Regions from separate parts of the Sus scrofa genome. Here region 1 is linked to region 2. The links are chromatin contacts, called in public HiChIP or PLAC-seq maps. All regions are on one chromosome and are shown on one strand. The core of a region is the stretch at or near the end of the contact, and the rest is flanking DNA. Distances in the headings are between cores, read along the strand shown. Region 1 has its middle 34 kb from the start of SAMSN1. Region 2 overlaps LOC102161811 (a long non-coding RNA gene).

Evidence for each region. HiChIP or PLAC-seq counts read pairs in DNA pulled down with a chosen protein or histone mark.
Region 1: a contact with region 2 is called in an H3K27ac HiChIP or PLAC-seq map of alveolar macrophages. The contact joins two enhancer-like sites. A contact is called at or near these places in 1 of 47 Hi-C or Micro-C datasets (embryonic fibroblasts) and 1 of 2 datasets of contacts at active chromatin or transcription factors (alveolar macrophages).

Annotation. Positions count from the first base shown.
Region 1 is chr13:179,541,413-179,544,855 of Sscrofa11.1, reverse strand. No RefSeq gene overlaps it. Among named protein-coding and RNA genes, the nearest start is that of SAMSN1, 34 kb to the right of the region's middle. Within about 2 kb of position 2,090, at least 24 of the 83 cell types and tissues checked have an H3K27ac peak or open chromatin away from gene starts, as enhancers often do. A contact at or near this core is called in alveolar macrophages, where this site is marked.
Region 2 is chr13:179,357,691-179,360,975 of Sscrofa11.1, reverse strand. All of the region lies in intron 1 of LOC102161811 (a long non-coding RNA gene), which reads right to left. Among named protein-coding and RNA genes, the nearest start is that of HSPA13, 38 kb to the right of the region's middle. Within about 2 kb of position 1,980, at least 4 of the 83 cell types and tissues checked have an H3K27ac peak or open chromatin away from gene starts, as enhancers often do. A contact at or near this core is called in alveolar macrophages, where this site is marked.

The DNA of each region.
Region 1 (3,443 bases), core at 841-3,340, 180 kb before region 2:
TTTCAGTTAATTGCAAACTTAGCCAACTTAATAAATTTAAGCATCACATGCATCCTCTTTGCCTAATGCCTATTAGAATTTTTTTTAAAGGGAATTTCTGCTAACTTCCATGTCTTTTTTTCAAACATCTTTGGGAACTTTATTGAAGCCTAGGAGGCTAAGAAGTATTCACTTATAGGATCATTTAGTTTGGATGTGCCATTCTTGCAATTACTGTATTTCAATATCAGTAAAATCATTTTAGTTGTGCAAGTGAATAATCTTCATTCTTGCAAGAGAATGAGTTGAATAAAATAGAAATTGTGTTAGCCTGTTTTAATAAGTTATACATATATATACAAATATGTGTATTCACTTAAGTTCAACGCTTTTCTCAATATCAGAACTCTGTGTAACCATTAATGACTAATTAATCAAATGAGAAATAATGTCTGTAAGTATCCTCAATGTATTTGTAACTGTGTGTGCAAGGATTTTATAAAGGCTAGCTCATTTAATCTTCAAAATTAGGAAAATCATGAAATCCAACAGGATCTTGAGATCAGCAGTCACTGGTGAATGGATATTTGAGAGAAGAACCATTTGTAATTCTTTTCTGAATCTAGAAGAGTATCTAGTACATAATAGATGCTCAATAAATGTTTGTTGAATAAACTCTGAATGCATGACTGAATGAATTATACAATTCCAAAGGAATATATTAGTATGGAAAAATGACTAGCATTTAATCAAGGTAAAGCACTGTATGTATGACCCTAGACAAGTCAGTTTACCATTTGGGACCTCAATTTATTCATTTGCAAATCAAAGGTCAGATCTCATCAGCTCTTCAGTCTTAAAAATTCACCATGGGATTTACACCATCATTTACTGTCAATCAATATTCTCTGTGCAGAAACACCTTTCACATTTCCATTAGCTCGGCAACAACAACTCCTGACATATTCACTTCATTTTTCCTTTTGACTTTGTGATTTGAAAGTAAGATTTAAAAACCAATAATGCAAGAAACAGGCACATATTAGACTCAACCCCAAAGGACAGTTGACTATAACCACTGCATGAGACTAGAAATATGGCAGTTGATATCCAACATTTCTCAGTTCTTTTAAATGGCATCCTCTCTTCATTTCTAATTGTTTTTCATTTTTCCCTAATCTGACCTTGTTGCATAGTTATGTGACAATACTTTGCTCCTAGAGTCTACTCTTATCTATGTGAAAAATAACACAACTTGGACATATTCTTTAGTTTCTACTGGCCCAGTCATAATGATTTGTCTACATTTCATTTTTTTTTTATTTTTCCCAAAATTGCTAAGGGTGAAAATTAAATTAAGGCACCAACTCCCTGGTGAATGAAAGATAAGAATAATGATTAGTGCTTGACTTAGGGGATAATGAAGGCTAACAGGAGCAAGCTTTACCTGGTATTTATGGCAAGTGTCAAATTAATGGAGTAGACAGAATTATTTTATTGACTCTCAGAAATGGTATTTTCCTTTTGTAGTTCTGAGTATCTCTTACACACACACACACACACACACACACACACACACACAGATGTAGTCCTAAAAATAAAGCTGTTTATAGTCTTTCTTTTACTTGTCCCTCCAGGAATAAAGAACTTAGGGTCTGAAATCCAAAGTACATGACAGTCTGCTTATGTAAGCAGAAGTCAGAATTGAAAGCAGCTGCTTTGAGTCTGGTACGAGCTGTACTAAAAATTGCTTAACCAGTTCAGTAGTCATCTACAACTAAGCAACACCCAGGGAACAGACGTATTATTCTAATTAAGTAGATGCTGCCCTGTTTGAGTAATCCCTTTCCTTCAGATAATCACACTTGATACATGCACTTAATGTGCTTGACCCCCCATCCCCTCTTGTAGGAAGCAGGTTACCCAAGGAGAACTGTGTTAACTCTTTTATCTTATTAGGGATTCAAAAGAAGTTTTAGCTCAAAATCTTTTTCAAAGTATTCATTGTAGGAAAACTAAGATCTCCAACTCTAAACTGATTCATTACAAGCAAAGATGGATGACCTGTATTCTAGTAAAACAGAACAGAGTCCCTAGAGAATGTTGTGACCATATGCATTCTAAAAATAACCAGTCTCCAATCATGATCTTATGAAACTCTTTCAGTCTTGGTCCAGATGTCTGTAAAGCTCAGCTCAGAAACTAATTGTGTTCCTTTCACCACAGTAACTAGTCACACATATTTACCAGTTTTGTGTAGGTCTGACACCTGATTGTATTAATTTAGCCAAAGCTTTACCCAGATGGAGCAGGAGACTGTTTGAATAATGTGCCTCTGTCCTGATTCAAACACATGGGGCTCAATTGCACACAAGGTTTGTGTTACCCAGAATTAGTCTCTTTGGTAGCAAAAAAAGGAACTGTTGAGGTAATAAGTTGATTCAAAGAGTACTATGGTTCAAATGATAACAAATACAAAAGATATCTGTTTCCTATCTTTCTTATTTCAAGACCACCTTTTGTAATGGTTGACTCTAGACCAGGCACCATTTCTGTCTATACTCAAAAGAGGTAGAATCTGTTTTAAAGAGCACAAGTTTTGCAATCCAAAGAGATTTATCTAAACTCATATAGTAAAATCATGAGACTCAAGGCAATGGATTTGGATATTAAGACATATGTGGCTCAGACTGAATGGATTATGGGAACTTGGAATTTGCTCCTGCCTAGCTAAATTCCAAATACATATGACAGGAAAAATATTCCTACAAAGATGGATGGCCATCATCTTTCCTGATGACCCTCACAAAGCTGGTGTGTCTGCTGCTTGTGGGTAAAGGGATACCGTTAGCTTTTGGACTGAAGTTTGGAGAGATCTAGCCAAGACTGAAAGAATTTCATAAAAAGACTATTTTTAGGACACGTGATGACAAAGCACAGAGAATCAAAGGAGTGATCAATCTGACCATTAATCCTCAAAGGTCTGTTAATATCCCAGCCCAACTCAGGCCTTGGTTCATTACTCCCACATCTTTACCTCTACCCCAGCTCTCTCCTATAAGACATTGCCCTCTGGGTGATCCACAGGTATTTTAAATTGGCAAAACCTGTCCCTCAAGTTTGGGCGATGATGGTTTCAGCATAAAATTTTTCAGATCTACACAACTTAAAAAAGGTACTTCAACTTGTCCTTCAAGTTAGATCTTGATAAGAATGCAGTGAGGGTTTGCAAAAGGGCTTCCTCAGTTACTAGGTAGGGGCAACTTTACCCTGGATTTCACAGTGTCCAGATTAATACTGTCAACCATTGGCATAATAAAACCAACCTTGTGTAAAATTGGCAAAAAAATCCTGAACCACTATGCCATAAACTTGAAACCAGTAACAATATTGAAAGTTAACTAACTTTTAAAAAATAATAATAAAAAAACTTTCCTTCTTCTGATTTTTGTTCAGCACTCCTT
Region 2 (3,285 bases), core at 731-3,230:
CTTCTTTCGAATTCATGTGTGCATTTACATGAATTCGAAAATTATTGCATTTTATCCATGTCTGCAGCAGGAGGAATATCACATATTTGTTTGTTTTAATCAGGCATCCTGCTGGAATCATCCTCATTAACTGTTATATATGGAAATTTAACACGTATATTTATTAATTCCTTATTAATTCCTTTTTCCACATTGAAATACAGACTATTATAACTTTGAAAATGAGTTTTATATGGAGGCAAAAAAAAGAAGAATTATAGAAAGTATCCACAAATATTTTCCAAATGATGTAAAATAGAAAAATGTTCAAAATCTGTTTTGTCCCAATATTGCATTCACACTCTAGATGGTACAAATATTTGACTCATGATTATAATACATTTACATACATATTAATTTATGCAGATGGAAAAGAAACATATAGTTACACATTATTGCTTCAGTGCCCTGCTTAATCCATCTAATTGTTTCAAGTATATAACATATGTGTTCTGTGATTTTATTTCACAGTGTTCCTAAAAGATGCCCCTTTTTTAAAAAATAGACTGAAAACACTATGTGAAATATACCAAAAATGAGTGGAAATCAATCTCATTTGTCCTTGCTATTTTAATTACAAATTTTCAAAACATTAACATGATTTTATTCTCCTGCGATGTGTTATTAGGGAGGGTGTGAAATCAAATTACAAAGGAGAAAAGAGCAATTTTTCTGAGATGTTGACTCTGTCTTACTTCCAAGCAGATAAGTAATATATGGCCCAAGTGAGATTTCAGCACTCCTAGATTTTTGATCATTAAGTGTTTCCTAATATGTTTAAAAGTGAAATTGTTTAAATTGTCATTTCTTAGTCAACATTATATTTTGTAAGAAAATAATTTTTTCAAAATTATTGAATGGTTTGTTTCATAAAATGCTTTGCACTTCACATAAAGAAGATAATATGCATCTTGCTTACTTCCGTTGTAGGTACTTGATTTCCTCTAATCCATAGGTAAACTTCAACCCTATATAGTATAGAATAACTATATATGTGACAAATAATTATATGGAGTTAAGGCACTTGGAATAGGAACATGACAAAGCAAACCGGACTATAAAGTCCATCTTCCTGACCTCATTAACATCATGCTCTACTTCAAAATCTGCTTAGCTATAACTTCTGGAACAACTTATGGTGCACTAACTAAGGAAGTCTGTGTGTGAATTAGATCATTCTCAGCTGACCAGGGAGAGCAAGAAGGCTCAAATTTACATTTACTCCAAACAAATAATTCTTTACACTAATCATACACCTAGACAACTACAAATCACATGTCAGCATGGTGGGGGTGACATTTAGATGATGAGACATTGCAGTGGTTAATAGGTTGGACTGCCTTAGAAGAACCATTCACCAAACATCAGCATGATTTCACATGAATTGTCAGATTGTGTCTCAAACTCTTTTCAGATATGTTTTCAAAACAAATAGGTATTTCAAACACAATGGCTATAAATTAGATGCTGGAAAATTAGCAATGTTAATCATTACTATCTAATGCTTTTATAATAAAATTTGCCTAAAACACATAACATATTTTACAGATGTTCTTATTCATTTTCTTAGTACTTCTTTAAGTTCAATGAACAGTATGATTGCTTCTCCCTCATAGAGAAAATAATGCAAATTCATGAAGTAAACAAAGAAATTAGAACCACCCAAATTTCCCAATTATTTCAAATCAGACAATGATCATTCTTATTTAATGATTCTCAAATGATTTCCTGGCACAGTCTACATGACCTAAATCAGCCTCTTTACCTATTTACTCAGGCACATAAATACACAAAACAAATGACAAAGGGAAGATAAAAGTTATAATTCTAGAAGACACACACACACACACACACACACACACACACACACACACACACACACCCCTTCTCTCCACCACAGATTAACTGGAACTGATAAGTGTTGGGAGACCTAGTAAAGACGTCATGAGAAAAGGAAGTAGAAATTGTTAACAAGAAAAGGCAGCCAAGCAGCGTTAGGAAAGTACTTAGCTGCACTCAGAATTATTGTTTCCTAATTCCTCATAAAGTAATGCATATTTGTGACTTTGTGTGTATATTTACAAGAAAGGATTCATATATTCCATACTGCTTTTATTTTCATTTAATTTTAATTTATCAGTATATCATGGTTATCCTTCAATGTTAAGAAATAGTCTTCCACTACTTCATTTTTAATCGCTCATTTGTTTTCTATTAAATTGATAAAATTAATCCATCAATTTTCCATTACTGGATATTTCCATTTTAAAGTAGTCTGTGTCCATTTGTCCCTTTATTATTTTTGGTCTTCCCAGCTTCTTTCTCTCTCCCCAGTAGTACTCTAATTTCCAATTAGCAAAATTACTCTTCTCCATTGTTTTAAGTCTTAGGGGGAAAAAATTCTAGGAGACTGTCTTTTTTTACAGAGGCTATAGAATAGAAATCATCTCTCCTGGTTCAACAGCCAGGTATTGCCATCTGACCTAAATATGGTCAGTTGGAGACTCTCTCCTGGGATTTAGAACCTGGGGCTTTGAATTAAGTACAGAAAGAAAATGTTACAGGAGGTTGTTCATTACAACAGAGGTAACATCTGCTAGAGTTGTGATGGCATCTGGAACAGATCTGCTAAAGCAGGACAGTAGCAATGCTTCTTTCCCCTTCCTTCTTAACTTGATCCTCACTGAAACAGCTTCCCATTCTTTTGGAGACTCCCAAGCAGGCTCATAGTAAATAAACTTCTGTGGAAGCCTGATTCTGTAATATTAAGAATTTCAATTGCAGCAACATGGGTGCAACTAGAGATTTTCATGCAAAGTGAAAGAGAGGGATGGACTGGGGATATGGGATAGGTAGATGCAAACTATTACATTTAGAAAGGATAAACAAAGTCCTACTGTAGAGCACACATAAGTATATCCAGTCTCATGGGATGGACCATGATAGAAAATAATATAAAGAATATACATATATATAATTGAGTCACTTTGCTGTACAGCAGAAATTGGTACATTATAAATCATTGTAAATCAACTATACTTGATACAATAAAAATAATTTCAATACTATAAAAGTTTCTAAAACCTTGTAGATATATTTTGTACTTATCCATTTTTATGTCTTTAAATCTTAGAAGTGCTAGACAAATAGTACATAAGATTTTAATTAAAAAAATATATAATACCAAACTGTCATCTAAAAATACAGCATAGAGGTTAAGAATGTTAGCCAACCTCTTTTTGTAGA